Linked DNA regions of Mus musculus: regions 1 and 3 are each linked to region 2. A link is a contact called in public HiChIP or PLAC-seq and promoter capture Hi-C data. All regions are on one chromosome and are shown on one strand. Each heading gives the region's core, a stretch centred on a gene start, on an enhancer-like site or on the middle of the called end of the contact. The rest is flanking DNA. Distances are from core to core; before and after follow the strand shown. Region 1 overlaps A930011G23Rik (RIKEN cDNA A930011G23 gene). Region 2 holds the start of Rasgef1b (RasGEF domain family, member 1B). Region 3 overlaps A930011G23Rik (RIKEN cDNA A930011G23 gene).

Region 1 (4,680 bases), core at 1,029-3,528, 310 kb before region 2:
GCTTCCTATGAGGTTGGCTGAGACCTTTGGTGAGCCTGCACTGAAGCTGATGGCTGTCCTCCACTCTATCCTGTGACCATCCCCTACTACACACACCAAGAATACCCCTTGCCTGTAATTTCCATTTCACAGTTTGCTTTGTAGAGCGTCTACACTGTGACCCCTGTGCCCCCAGATGGTTTTCCTTTACCGTGAGTGCCCAATGCCCTCATGACCCAAGTCTCTTTGCTTTCCTCCTATCAAAACCTGCTTTTGAATTTATTATTTTTTTTTTAAGAGAAAAGGATACCACAAATGTCTGGATTTTTTTTGGGGGGGGGAGGTAGATCTGGTAAATTTATTTCCTTTAAGATATATGAGACTAATGAAGAACAAGCAGGAAATTTCCAGTGTCCTTTCCTATAACGGGCTCCACCCGCAAGCCCTTTGCGAGTCAAATCCTAATGCTAAAAACAGAGATCCTATAAGAGGCATTTTGGGAATCAGCATATAAATACACAAAGGCAGGGTTTTACTTTCTAAGCGTATTTGGGGAAATTAATTGTCAACATCAGGTACTGTCCAGCCCATGCAGGTCATCTCAAGAATAAGGTTTTGAAGCTGGGGATTTTAAAAAGATACCTTGCTTGGCTGTGCCCTGTGTAATGTGATAAACACAGCCCTAATACAAACGTTCATGGTGGTGACTCATTAGGAGTTTCTCCTTTCGTAGAAAAAAATATTGATGCAATAGTCAAGAAGGTCACAGTGTGCCCAGTTACCAGGCTTTGAGTCTTCCATTTCAGTAATTAAGCCGAGCACGTTATGGGAAGGTTCAGAAGACCTACCCAGAGTCATTCACAATAGTTGCCATTAGGAAACTGGATGCCACTGCAAGTCTTTTGAAGGGAATGGCATGAAATTGACCAAGTGTATAAGTAAAATCTCCTTAGAGAGTCCCTAAATGAAGGCTGGGGACTGTCACGGACAGGGCCATTCCTCCCAGGTGTTCAGACTTTACTGTGCTTTGTCCTTTGGTTCAGGTTCTTTTTGCAAATGCAACATTTGTAGCCGGATGTATCCGTTTTTATGTGTGAAGCTCTTTTTGTCTGCTTCTGACTCTTTTCTTCTCCTAGTGCATTTCACCTGGGATTGCTCTAAAGAAAGGGAATGAATGGTATTGTTTAATTTTGTGGGTCATTTCTCCTGGGATTATGGCACTCAGGTCTGAAGTTTCAGATATCCCTCGGGTCTTTAGAGATGGCTCAGTCTGTAACACAATCGCCATACAGCTCAAGAATCTAAGTTTGGATCGCCAGCACCCATGTAAAACCTGGGTTCGGTGGCGCAGTCAGTCAACCCAGAGCTTGTTGAGGCTGAGCTAGGCAGATCTCCGCAGCTCATTGGCCCCCCAGCTAGCTGAACTTGTGAGCTCCAAATTAAAGAGACCCCATCCTGAACGACATCATGGTGACCAAATGAGGAAAACACCTGACCTCTGACCTCTGAATGCACATGCACCAATGTGCATATACACACCCAAATGTGTGCATACCCCAGACATGCAATGTGCATATACACACCCAAACGTGTGCATACCCCAGACATGCAATGTGCATATACACACCCAAACGTGTGCATACCCCAGACATGCAATGTGCATATACACACCCAAATGTGTGCATACCCCAAACATGCAAAGTGCATATACACACCCAAACGTGTGCATGTGTGCATACCCCAGACATATAAAGACATGTTCTAAATTGCTCTTCCCAGAGTGTGTATGTTGGTGTGTGTGTGTGTGTGTGTGTGTGTGTATGTGTGTGTGTGTGTGTGTGTGTGTGAGATGGGTGCAAGTTTGGGTACATGGCTGCCATAGCTCATGTGTAGAGGTCAGAGGGCAACTTTCAGAAGTCAGTGCTCTCCTCCTGCTGTGGTATCTGGGCATTTCCCTCCTCAGTTTGCCAGGCTGGTGCCATAAGAGTGTTGAGCCAGGGAGCTACCTTGCCAGATCTGCTGGGATATCTTGGGCTTAGTTAAAGATGTAGCTGTGGTTCTTGAGATGGCCCCACTTGGAGTCTTTGGCAGCTGGAATTCAGGCCTTCCTCAGATCCTGCCTCCTCATTAGAATAGAGACTGACACTTGAATTCAGTGGTGGGCAGAGGAATTCTGCCACCAGATTTCTGTTTCCTGGGGGAAATCTCTTTGCAACGCATGGAATTCAGGGTCACTTCTACAAGCTCAGTTAGAGGTCTGACCTGTTGCTTTCAGCTAGGGGAAGTTTTGTCCCCAGGAAATGTTTGGAAATGTCTCAAGACAGGCTCGTGTTACAATTGAAGCAGACAAAAGGATATTATTGGCCCCAGGGAAATAGAATTCAGAAGGGCAGCGGGTCATCCTGTGGAGGGTAACATACCCCTCTCCTCTCTGCAACAGAGATTCATCTGTCCCTGAGTGTTCAAAGACCTGATGCAGAAAAATTCTGTGGATTAGCCACACAAGTGGACAGCAGTCAAAATCTGAGGGCTAAAGAGCGGGTTTACCATTAGGTAGGAGTTCTTTCTCCTTTCTCCCTTCCTTTCCCTGAACTTCACTTTGTGGGGTTATTATGTGAAGTCTGCCCTCCAACAGAGACTCCCAGAAGGGAGCCATGGCACATGGTGCTCAGCCGCTCCTGTTATTAATCTTGCACTTATCCTTACATGGTCATTGGACACTTTCTTTCACTATTGCCTGCCTCAGAAGAACAGGCTACAAAGGAGATATTTAATCATTAGAAATGAACGTTAGCTTTGCGCTTAAGTGGAGCAGATTACAACCCTGAGCCATTTGTGTGGCTAGCAATGGCTACGTGTGTGTGTGTGTGTGTGTGTGTGTGTGTGTGTGTTTGTGAGATAGTTTAAGAAGAACCGCCTTATATGTAAATCCACACACAACACTGGATCCTAGAAAGCCTGGTAAGTGGCACATCATGCCAAGAAAATACACATACCAAGATGTACAGGCGAGAGGTCAGCCACAGGAAGAGTGTGGAAATAAAAATAGTGGGAGATGCTGAGCCCGGAGAACCATTATGAAGACTCTTTCTCTTACTTAGGAAAAGGCTCTACTCCAGAGCTCAGGGTCACAATGAAAGTCACTTCAAAGACATTATCATTTGACTTTTTGTCTAAGAAAATGAAGGTGAGAGTCATTTCCTCATTTGCCTGTAATGAACGGACTAACCTGGGGTAGTGGCCTTGGAAATGCCAAGGATAGACACATAATAATGCAGGGAAATCTGTGGCAAGGACCAGAAGCCAGAGCGAAGGTGACATCTTCCACTCTGAAGAGACCTGATGTGTCTCTGCTTTCCTGTCTTACAGGGCACCATCTTTAGCACACTGGCTGGTGAGAAGTCCTCATCCGACTACAGTAAGGTAAGGAGAGGGCATGTGAGAAGCGCAGCAGAGTCTCGGATGACCGCCTGCCTCAGGATCACTGGTGTTTGGGAAGCTGTGGTCTCTGAGGGTGGTGATGGTATACTGTGAACATCTTTTAGGGTATGAAATGGAGGCATCATCGTAAGGATGTGGGGATCGTTGTTTAACACATTTTATTATAGAGAAACATGACTTCCTATATTTCCATATTGCTATCATCTGATATTTTATTATACAAGATGGGCACCAGGAAGCGCAGGCCTGTGGTGTAAAGTGAACTACAGGTGTCTTAGATTGCAAGCATAATGGTAGCCAAATGACTTCGCCTTGTGGACAGTGGTCCTGCAGCATAGAAGTCTGGTTTAGTGTCACGGGTTTGAGAAGGCTTACCATGCTTTGCAAAAGGATTAGCTTCACCCACAACTGACAGGTCACGCCTGCAGCCTGCCTGCCATCACGGCGTCGTGGCTAATTCCTGGCTTTGAGGGCCAGGGGTCACTTTGATCCACCTCTTTAATCTCCGATTTAACTAGATCCTGTCCTTCTGGTAGAGGAGGAGAAGCGATTTCACAGTCTAGACAACTCAAATAAATTCTTTGCCACTATCAATTGATAAGGGAGGGCAGGTGCATGAAGACTTGACTAATGGCTAACGTGTTACTTGCCTTTTCATACATTTTTGTGTGGTGTGATTTCTGTCTTTAATATTGCTTGGTAAGGAGGTAGGGAGAGGTATTTATCTTTAGGGGGAGAGTGAGGACCCACTCCCTTTTATTACTCTGATAGATTTTTTTTTTTTTAATGATTTATCTTTCCCGAGTTCTGCTGTGTTTGCCTTATTCTCTGCAGCAAGTTGTGAACTGCTGGGGGATGAGAACCATATGTTATTTTTAGGACCACAGATCTCAGTGAACAAAGAGACTTTAAGGCTTGCTAGGTTCACCTTTTTCCCAGGGTGGGACTAGCTTTGATATTATTTATAGATGGACCTCTGTCCTCTACTGACAGTGATCTTTATGAGCCTGGTTGTTCCCTAGTGCGACAAGTCAAAGAATTAGAATCTCTTGGCCTAGCCAGCACCTGCCTCCTATGATGTCAACCTGCTTGTTTAAGTGTAGACCAGCTCATGTGCTTTCTGCCAAATCCCCTCCTATCTCACTCCCAGGCTAATATTTTCCTTATCACTTCTGATAGGGCACTGCTATGGTTGATTCTAGGAGCACAGAGTGTGGGGATTTGCTTTTGGAAGGTAACGGGTTCTGTTTCTTGCTACTA
Region 2 (4,909 bases), core at 1,995-4,494:
TAAATGCAGTATACTAACTTATGAAATTCTCAAAAATAAACAAAAAAAGAGAATTCCAAGCAAGAGCTGCTCGTCTGATTCAGATACCTGCAGCATTTCCACTGTACCGACTTTATGATACGCGCCCTTACTCCTTTTCTTCTTTGATCTTGAGTGGTGTTTCTGGCACCTCATTTTCTTTTACCTCAGGAGGTTTGATATTTGAACATGGTTCTGTTTTCATTTTCACTTAAGGTTCAGAGGCCTAAATGAGATAGCAAGTTGTAACTAATGGAATTAAACTTGCATCTATTTTAGGCTAATAATAATAATTGCATTGTGAGAAAACAGCTTGTTTCTAACTTAAATGCACATCTTAGACTTTTAAACATCCTTCGCAAACTCGCATGAGTGATTAGTGCCTTACTGGAACTGGAAGAATGAGAGCCCTGGATTCGGGATATGTGGCTTCTTTATTGTCCTGAGCCTCATTCCTTCTTGTCACAGTGTAAGTAATGGTACCTGCCTCTTGTGGCTTTGTTATTGATTAAACATAACACAATCAGATGTAGCACAGATATGGTAAACCATTCAACAGTGGGTAAGAATGTGTTGATGACAGCGATATATGCTAACATGGATAGATTATCAAAAAACAGAAGGCTGGAGAGATGGCTCCGTGTTTAAGAGAGATTGTTGATTTTGCAAAGGACAGGAGTTTAAATTCCATCAGCCACATCAGGCCGCTTACTGCTCACAGCCCTGTAATACTAGCTCCAGGGCATGGAGTCTTTTTGGTCTTTGCAGGGACCCATACTCATGTACACACACACACACACACACACACACACACACACGTAAATAAATCTAAAAGAGAGAAGAAAGAAAGCTAAAAACATGTATGTTGGGTCACCATGATGACTCAGCAGTTAAAAGCACTTGCTATGGAAACCTGACCCTTGTGTTCCATTCCTGGAACTCAGAGCGGAACTTCCAAAAGTTGTCTTCAGGCTTCCACACCCATGCTGTAGTGTGTGCATGCGTAAGTGTGCGTGTGCACGTGTGCGTGTGCGTGTATGTGTGTACGTGCACAGACAATGGCTCTCACACACACATTATGCACACACACAACAATAATAAATAAAACAAAGTGAACTATTTATAACATCACAAGCTGAAGAAAACATATCAGTAGAGATTGCACATTGACATCTACGTAAATAACTCATGGGACCCGTCAATCAATAGCATCATTGTTCTGAAAAGGTGGGTTGAAAAATACTCTGACTATAGCATGATGTAAGCTGGGATTTTTCTTTGGAAATGAAAGTGCCAAAAAAGAAAGGAAGTTGGACTTGTACCATTCATGATGATATTTGCACTTTTGCACGCCTGAGTATTAGAAGAGGCATAGGACAAACAACCCTTCCTTACATAGCTATACAGTCCCTGTGTGGTGGAAGTGCAACACAGGTCACTATCATTCAGTGCTGGAATGGGATTCTACTCTGAAGACTTGATTTGCCTCAACATGACTGTTGAGTTTACTAATATTTGCATTTTTATGTTAAACACATGTGTGTGTGTGTGTGTGTGTGTGTGTGTGTGTGTGTGTGTGTGTGTGTGTGTGTGAGAAGTTGACGAATTCAGTTCTTTCCATTCACCGTGTGAGTATACAGGGGTTCAGAGGCCTACAGTGCCTTGAGGAGGGTTTCACAGGTGTCTGTGTGATAGACACAGGGCTATGGTTAGGAATGCTGGCTCCTAAGGTGTATCCACAACTAATAGTTTTCACATTGGAGCTAGAAGGACCCTGAAAGGCCAACCAGAATAAGGTAAAACAGTGTCAATATCATAGTGGTATCTGCTTTACATTTTTAGATTCTAAAGTGAACATTTCATCTTTTGCTTAGCAGCAAAGACTTCAGGAAGTAAAAAGGCAGCTGTCTGGGTTGCCTTCTCAGCAGTCTTGAGAGCTCACAGATGTTACAAAGGGCTTTTCTGGTGGCACTACTAAGAAATACTGGTTTAGTTCAGCCCTTTTAGTTTCTTGCTATGTGAGCAGGAAGAGTGTGCTTTGCCCAGTGTCATATGGTCTACTTGTTAATTGACTCAGGATGGAAGTCGGCTCCTTGTGTGGACCCATTCTCCTTCACAGAACAGACACCAGAGATAAACAAAAGGCTCAGGGTTTTTAGAATAAACTGCGGGGCTTAAGGAGAAGCATCTGTAGAATATGCGTAGGATAGTGAAGCAGGAAGTATGAGAGAGACAGGGACCAGCCAAGACCAGCCAAGGAACATGAACGTTAGGTTAAAAGAGGCTCTTTCCATCCCAGAGAGAAGATGCAGGGACCTTAGAGGAGGAACCGTGTTGCTCCATGTTAATAAGGCCAATTACAGTCTATGGGATGGTCCTACAGTGTTTATGTATGAACGGAAGCTTACAAAGCCTGCTTTTCATACTCAGGGTCACAGCTGCAAAGTCTCCAAATCTTGTGCATTTCCCCCCATGGGTAAGGTATCTTTATTTCAACTTCTTCCCTTACCTTTCTATCACGCGTAGGAGAGTATTGAGTTCTTACCTCTATATTTATTTTTTTCTTTTCTAAAATAGTTATCAGGTATTCAATGGCTGATTCAATTAAGTAGCTGTCTACAATGATAAAAACAACCTTCACCGAGGACCAGCCTTACACACTAGAGTATCTTCCTTTCCTTTGCGAAAGTTCTAACACCTGTAATTTTACATGTGGATTGAATAGCAGTTTATTTAGCGTTTGCCCTCCAGGAGCCAGTAAGCTTCTGGGACCAGCCGGTTGCGGCCACCAGTGTGCCCCCAGCGTTTATTACAATACCCAACACTCAGCAAGTGCTTCGTGGTTCCTCTCAGATCTCCTCCGAAAGTTACACGGACAGTAACCTTCAGCTCATAATTATGATAATAGATACTGTACAACGAGTCGAGCCGGTATTTACAGGTAGAGCACACAAGGCAAATGAATACACACTCGGCGACACATGAGTGCACAAACAGCCGCGGGCAGCGACACGAAGGAGGAAACGCGCGCCGGAGTGGGCCCTGCCCAGGCTGCGGAGACCCGCTGCGCCAGCAAGCCAGCCTCTGCAGCGTGGGTGGGTACGGCCGCAGCGTCACGGGAGTCCCTACCCGCGGAACCCTGGCAAGTCCCCGAGCGCCCGCTGCAGGGCGGCGTGGGCGGAGAGCTGCGCCACGATTGGCCAGCGCAGGATGGGCGTGGCCTGCGGCGGGCGGGGGCGTGGCCTGCGGCAGGAGGCGGGCATTTCCCCAGCAAGGGGGTGTGCGCGGCTCGGGCTGGAGTTTCAGTATAAACAAGGACCCCGACTGGATCGGCGGGTTTTCCCTTTCTTCTGGCGTTCGACCCTTCCCGGTCCTGAGCTCGCCTTTTGGGGCGCCTCGGTACGGCAGCCAGGAGGCAGAGGCTCCGAGCTGTGTGCGGGTAGGTGCTCCAGGGGACCCCGCGGCGGGATGGCGGGAGCGGGCTGCGCCGGCGCTGCTCCGGAACGGCGCCGGCTGTCCAGTGCGCCCCGGCGTGGCGGGAGATCCTCGGCTGGCGAGCATTGGCAGAGCCACAGAACTAGGAGTTCTCGCGCCTGCTGCTTCCGTGCCCCGGGCTGCCGCGCTCCCAACAGGTGCGGGGCTGAGCACTGACGACCCGGGGACCCGGGGATCTGGGGACGCTGTGCTGCGCCTCGCCCCGGCCAGGCCTTCTGTTTGGAGATCTTAGATATTGAGGGTTTGTCTGAGTTGGAGTCTCGTTCATCCTTTTTGCTTTCCCTCTCAGCTTCTTGTGCATACCTAGGGTTGTTTCCATGTACTTTTTGGCTAGTTTCCTAGGGTGCTTGAGAGTGTTCAGGCTGTTGTTTATTTTTTGCTGCAGTTTCCTTATAATTTAAGGTCTGACTCCCAGGAACAGTCAGGGAAACAGGACTTGTGTGTTCCCCAGGCTCGTATGCAAACTTGAACAAGTAGCCTGTTTTTTGTTTTGCTTTGTGACCCAGGTGAGTTGCCTTCGGACACTAGCCTGGGTGATAATAACGTGGCCCGGGGTACCTGGTAGCCTCGTGGGCTGAGTGCGTGAGGGAGGCTCCTCTTTATTGGAGAGCCCCGGGAATAACTTCAGCAGCACTGTACTAGAGAAAAGGGCAAACGCGGAAACGGAGGTGTTCTCTCTCGCTCTCTCGCTCTATCGCTCTGTCTCTGTCTCTCTGTCTCTCTCTCTGAGTGTGCGTGTGATTTGACTATTCCTTGCCACCTTACCCCATCCAAATTGGTTCAGTTCAGGCGAAGCACTGTGGCTAAGGCACTGACAGTGCGGCGAGGTGTTCTCTCGCACAGCGTGGTAAAGGGCGCTAGGAGAGCATCTGGGCTGCAGTTTTCTCTTGTGAATGTAAATGTGCCCGTTTGCAGATGGATTCGGGGCGTATGGTGTATATGGATAAATATGCACGCATACTTGTGTATGTATGTTTGGGTGAACGCGTCTCCAAGGAGTCCTTCGTCAGCAGCGCCATGTGACAATGGCCTGGAACTGCTGGTGTGCGTAGAGCTATATTTAGCCCTGACAGTGTCTCACTGGGAGGACGGGTCTTGAGCTGGGAGGATAAAGCGGGGAAGAATCCAGGAATAAGGTTATCGAGCTCTTGACTGATGTCTGGCGCAGTCAGACTCAGATGGTGAATAATGACTCCTCATGAGTGCAGTAGCTGGAGCGTGGCATGTGATGACTGCTTTAATTGGACATAGTTGTGACCAGGGTGGTCAGCCAATGCGAAGAGGATTAAACAAGGAGATTTAAAAAGAGAAGATAGTGTGTAGCTGATTTGAAGATTTAGGAGGAGAGAACCGGTCATGTGAGGTTCAAAGTGCACGAAGAATTGATTTCTTAAAG
Region 3 (4,865 bases), core at 294-2,793, 270 kb before region 2:
GGAGAGAACATTCCAGCAGAGCAACGGGCTCACCCTTGTGCTGCACAGTCTTCTCTAGGTCCTGACCATTGAACCCAGGGCCTGTATACACAAAGCGCACACCACCAAGTCACACCCCTGGTTCTGGATCAAAGGAAGATGATATGGGGAGACTGTGGCAAACAGGACGAAAACAATTTTAATGTTAAAGAGTAAAAAAAGGTCTTAGAGATTGTATCCATATTCAAGTTGCTATAACAAAGTTTTATTGGCATTCATGACTGAAGTTATTGGCTAGATAAATAAATGCCATGTCACAAGATATATAAAGGGAAAAACAGGAATAAAGGGAAGTCCCAAAACATTCCAAAGAAAGAAGATAGTCGAATGGAGGTTTGAATTAAGAGTATACTTTTATTCAATCTAGAAAACCATTCTTGAAGAACTTGGAGAAAACTTGAAGTGTTGGTTAGATGTGCTGAAAGGTTCTGAGGTTCCCATTAGTCTGTATGGCTACTTGTAAAATCACGGAACAGAAAGGCTAGGAAAGAAATGCCTGGGGACAATAAACTCTGACCCCTAATATCAGGCCTCGTTGTCTCTGTAATCTGTTAATTTCTGCACCAGTCACAGTTAGTCAAGGAAATAGAAGCCGGAAATATAAAAGATCTGTTGCATGGATCTGGACCCGTCCATATGATGGAGGCACTGGGGCTATAGCAGTGAGTCCCAGCCTCTTGAAATATATAGCCTGGTGGTTATGAAGGGGACATAGAAGGGACAGGGGAAGGGGGACATAGTGAGGGGAGGAAGAGATAGAGAGGGAGGGGGAAGAAGGGGAGGGGGATGGAGGGAGGAGAGGGGAAGGGAGGGAGAGAGAGAGGTAAAATGCACATCAAATGATGTGTTTAGAATATAATATTATAGACATATGTGTGGATGCATTGGGAGATCAGGAAGTGCCATGGGATTGGCAGACAGAATGGACATGGACTTGTGGTAGAGATGGAGAGATAGGTAATGAACCAGTGTGGGTTTTCGCTCTGCACAAGGAGATTAAGAAGGAAAATGGGAATAAAAATGAAATTAAGAAGTCAGCAAGCATTCCTCATGCTCATTCTTTCTCTTCTTACATATTCATGATGTGCAACTCCTCCCCCAGGAGGCTACAGAATCCCATCAACGGGGATGATATCCTTTTATGGCCTATTAAAAAAAATACACGTCTCAGAGGCCAGCTGCACATCTGCTAGGCTCTAGCAAAGAGAATGTTGTATATACTTTTTTTTTTTTTTACATTCAAGATTAGTGCATTTCAGCTTGCTGTAGTTAGAAGAGAGCTCATCCCACAGAGTTTGGTCCTGGGATCCTGTCTAAGGGCGTCGAGGATCTGAAGAAAGGACAGACACAAGGACTGTGTGCACTCTGGTAAGGCGGCACCAGCCACCTCAGTGACTGAGAACCTCGGACTGTTTGTTCTGCACAGCACATCTGGGAGGAGGCCTCTGCAGTTGTTCTTGTAGCTCATACTGGTCAGTCGTTTGTAAACACTCATGCTTGGGACTGAAGAGGGCGTTGTCTTTTGTAGCCTCACCTAGGAGAAAAGCTTTGCCAACTTCCCCTAAGTTCAAGGCCTAGATCCTTGGCATGGCTGCCTCCTGTCAAACAATGTATTTGTTCAGAACACCACTCATGCAGGACTTTGCTCCGTAAAGAAGGTGACAGAGATGGTGGAATGTAGGTATGACTAATGTACCAAATTCCAGTCTCGGCTCAGAGGACTCCATGGGAAAGAGGTAATTTCTACAACGACTGTGTCTGACCAGAAAGGCGACAGTGTGGCTCCTTATCCTTCCCCAAACCAAAATAAACCCTCGTGGTATCAGCATGGGGGCTGGGCTGAAGGGAGTAGAAATTAACTCCAAGAGGTTTAATGAACAACCATGGCTTGTTTCTAAGACACCAGGAATGGGTCTGAGAGTTGGGAAGGTAGTCCAGCTTCAGAAAGGGACTAGGAGTAGACATTGGGATTTTCAGGTCTCTGATTCCAGCTCAGTGGCTTCATTTCCTTTGGGGCCATCTTCCTTTGCTGGCTAGAACATGTGGTGGACTGTCTGTCAACCCTGAAGTTATTAGTGCTGAGCTTTGTCGAGAGACTCCTGGTTTCAAGCCTGGGTGGATGCTTTGGACGGAATATTTAGCCTAGTCGATCAGTGATGACCCAAGTCCAGGAAAGAAGGCCTTCGAGAGCCACAGTGGACAGATGTATCATGGACAAATTAGTTTCTTCCAGGAATCACATTGGAAGAGAAAGAACAGGGTTGGCATACCACACACCTAGGCTCATTTGTGAATATCTTCCTTTATAAAGATTTATTTTTTTGTCATATGTACACGTGCCTGCATGGATGTTGTACGCATATCCTCTGTGTGCCCTGTGCACGCAGAGGACAGAAGGCAGCACCCAATCACCCACACCTGGAGTCACAGACAGTTTTGAGCCTCCATGTTGGTTCTAAGAACCAAATGTGGTTCGTCTACAAGATTAGCAAGTGCCTTCAGCTGCCCGAGCCATCTCTCTAACCCCTACTTATGAAAAATCGGATTTCTGTCTTTACTCTTTTCTTTGCCCTGATCTGTGGGGCAGCCATTATTACCACATCCCTGGGAAACAGACTACAGTGAGATCTTTCAGGAAACAATAGACAGTGTGATCACTCGTCCCCCTACTTTCCAATCTGCTTACCCCGAAAATTAAAACAAAACCAAAATAAACTAAGTGAGTAATAATAATATAATTAGATCATTGCTTAGCTCTCAGGAATGCAGACACAGCCTTGGAAATGGTTCTTGAGACACAGCCTTTCTTATCTTGGGAAAGCAGATGGTAGGTCGGTGGTAAGACTGTATATCAGGTTAACATTCTGATGTGTGAGCATGGTGCTTTAACTTCATGGTGTCCTTGGTGAGTGCACCACTCAAGGTTCTGGCTCCTTGAGCATCCTCCGGGTCAGTCTTCTAAGAAAACAAGGAGGAAAGGCTCACATTGCATGTCCCTCTCCTCCAGGGAGAGAACATAGAGATCCAGACAGAGACTCAGGCAAATGCAGAGGAATGTGGATTCACACTGAAACACTGCTGAGCCCATTCAGTGGTTCACTAATAAATATACAATTATTTACAGTCACATTTATTAGGTTTTTCTCTCCGTTCTCTCTCCCTCCACAGACCTTTAAGTGATGACCATTGCTCTGTTCTTCTAAGCTTTAGCTGCTGTGATAGTCATTTAACTAGCAATACCCAGATAAGAATGCTGTATATATGATTAGGTGAATCTTATTTGACAACTTGAATTTTAAAAAGCCAATGGGGTGGCGGGTATCCCAATGAGTTTGAACTCTGACTTAAGTCTCAAAGTGAGATATTGCTCGGAGGTTAATTTTCCTTCACAACCACCCTGATCCATGTTCTCAGAGGGCTTTGCAAGTTGTTCCCAGAGACTATATCCAGATGCCCTTAAAGGGTGCATGGAAGTGAACTTCAAAGTGAGTTTTCTTAGTTGCTCTATCTCATGTGTCTTTCAATGGGCTCCGTAAAGGACAGTTGGGCAAATGAAGTCTTAGTGAATGGGTTCAGAGGTTCGTGGGAAAGGATGATTGACAGAACAAGAAGTAATTCAGTGTGTCTTGGCCCATTATCTCCTCTTTCATAAGCAGTTCGAAGCAGCAAGATCTTTGTTAATTTTTTTGTTTTGTTTTTGTGCTTTTTGTTCTTTGTTTTTTGTTTGGCTTTTGACAGGAAGAGGCTGTGTGCGATTATTTTCAGTGTGCCAGTGGTTTCCAAAGTTGGTTATGTAAGAAAGATTTATCTCAAAGTGTTTGATAAAATTTAAAACTGAATAGGAGTCTTCAAGGTAAGATGTCACCTGCCTGACATGCTGGAGAGTCTCAGGGAGTGAACAGGCAACACTGTTGCCCACCAGAGACCATCAGGCACTTAGGGAGACCAGAAACGGGAGACCCGCCTGCCCTACCACCCGTCGCAAGCACACAAAGGACCTTTGGGAATATTTTTATTATGTCAAAGTAGATATAAGAATGCAGATCTAGCAGGAGTAGGAGATACAGTGTTTTATTTATTTATTTTGTGTGGGGGTGTTTTGCCTGCATGGATGGCTGTGTATTATGTACATGCCCGGTGCCCACAGAGGTCAGGAGAGGACACTGAATCGCCTGGGCTTGGACTAAAAGACAGGTGTGAGTGGCCTTGTATATGCTAGGAGTTGAACTCAGGTCTTCTGCAAGAGTAGCCAGTACCAATATATATATTTGCTTATGTATATTCTGGATATTTCTGTGAATCTTTTGAGATTAATATTTAGGTAAGATTAATACTCAAAGTTGATTAAATTCTGTGATATTTGGGGGCCTCTGTCCCTCAGCTAAAGACCTTGGCAGGGCGGCAGACAGAGCTCTTCTGAGGCAGAGAAAAACTCTTACCTTGTGTTTCTTCTAAGAGTGCTAATATGGAAGTCAGAGTTCCATTATTTAAGCAGAAAAAGAAAAGGGAAATTAAAGTAAAAAGAGTTGCTGACCTTGAGAGGGCCTGTAGTTCTGGGGGAAACAAGGGAGCCGTCAGGGGCTCTTTTTTATTTTTTTATTTTTTTATTACTTCCTTTGAGGTGCTGTGTTTTGAATGTACAAGTTTATAAGAGGTGCTTTAGCAGAGGCCTTTGGTCCTGGGAAGGTTCGATGCCCCAGTATAGGAGAATGCCAGAGCCTGGAAGCAGTGTGTTGGGGAGCAGAGGGATGGAGAGGATAGGGAATTTTCAGAGGGGAAACTAGGGAAGGGATAACATTTCAAATGTAAATAAAGAAAATATCTAA

The links. Promoter capture Hi-C pulls out the DNA fragments that hold promoters and counts their contacts. HiChIP or PLAC-seq counts read pairs in DNA pulled down with a chosen protein or histone mark.
Region 1: a contact with region 2 is called in an H3K4me3 HiChIP or PLAC-seq map of embryonic limb bud, with 8 times the contacts expected there. The contact joins the enhancer-like site here to the promoter of Rasgef1b in region 2. A contact is called at or near these places in 11 of 39 promoter capture datasets (the 3T3-L1 cell line, the HPC-7 cell line, cranial neural crest and 5 more), 4 of 484 Hi-C or Micro-C datasets (Sertoli cells, bone marrow-derived macrophages, embryonic fibroblasts and 1 more), 19 of 115 datasets of contacts at active chromatin or transcription factors (bone marrow-derived macrophages, craniofacial prominence, embryonic basal ganglia and 13 more) and 4 of 9 other capture datasets (adipose tissue, liver, macrophages and 1 more).
Region 3: a promoter capture Hi-C map of liver shows a contact between it and region 2, with 7 times the contacts expected there. The contact joins the enhancer-like site here to the promoter of Rasgef1b in region 2. A contact is called at or near these places in 15 of 39 promoter capture datasets (the 3T3-L1 cell line, the HPC-7 cell line, cranial neural crest and 8 more), 1 of 15 datasets of contacts at CTCF or cohesin (the NIH/3T3 cell line), 13 of 484 Hi-C or Micro-C datasets (the HL-1 cell line, Th2 cells, bone marrow-derived macrophages and 6 more), 19 of 115 datasets of contacts at active chromatin or transcription factors (bone marrow-derived macrophages, cardiomyocytes, craniofacial prominence and 14 more) and 3 of 9 other capture datasets (adipose tissue, liver and macrophages).

What each region holds. Positions count from the first base shown.
Region 1 is chr5:99,557,614-99,562,293 of GRCm38.p6, reverse strand. It overlaps A930011G23Rik (RIKEN cDNA A930011G23 gene), which reads left to right. Exons shown (of 4, transcript NR_030692.1): 2 at 3,349-3,402. Among named protein-coding and RNA genes, the nearest start is that of Gm35253, 49 kb to the right of the region's middle. Within about 2 kb of position 2,278, at least 6 of the 459 cell types and tissues checked have an H3K27ac peak or open chromatin away from gene starts, as enhancers often do.
Region 2 is chr5:99,251,262-99,256,170 of GRCm38.p6, reverse strand. It overlaps Rasgef1b (RasGEF domain family, member 1B), which reads left to right and starts at 3,244. Exons shown (of 14, transcript NM_181318.4): 1 at 3,244-3,457.
Region 3 is chr5:99,523,854-99,528,718 of GRCm38.p6, reverse strand. All of the region lies in intron 2 of A930011G23Rik (RIKEN cDNA A930011G23 gene), which reads left to right. Among named protein-coding and RNA genes, the nearest start is that of Gm35253, 16 kb to the right of the region's middle. Within about 2 kb of position 1,543, at least 21 of the 459 cell types and tissues checked have an H3K27ac peak or open chromatin away from gene starts, as enhancers often do. A contact at or near this core is called in intestinal villus epithelium and liver, where this site is marked.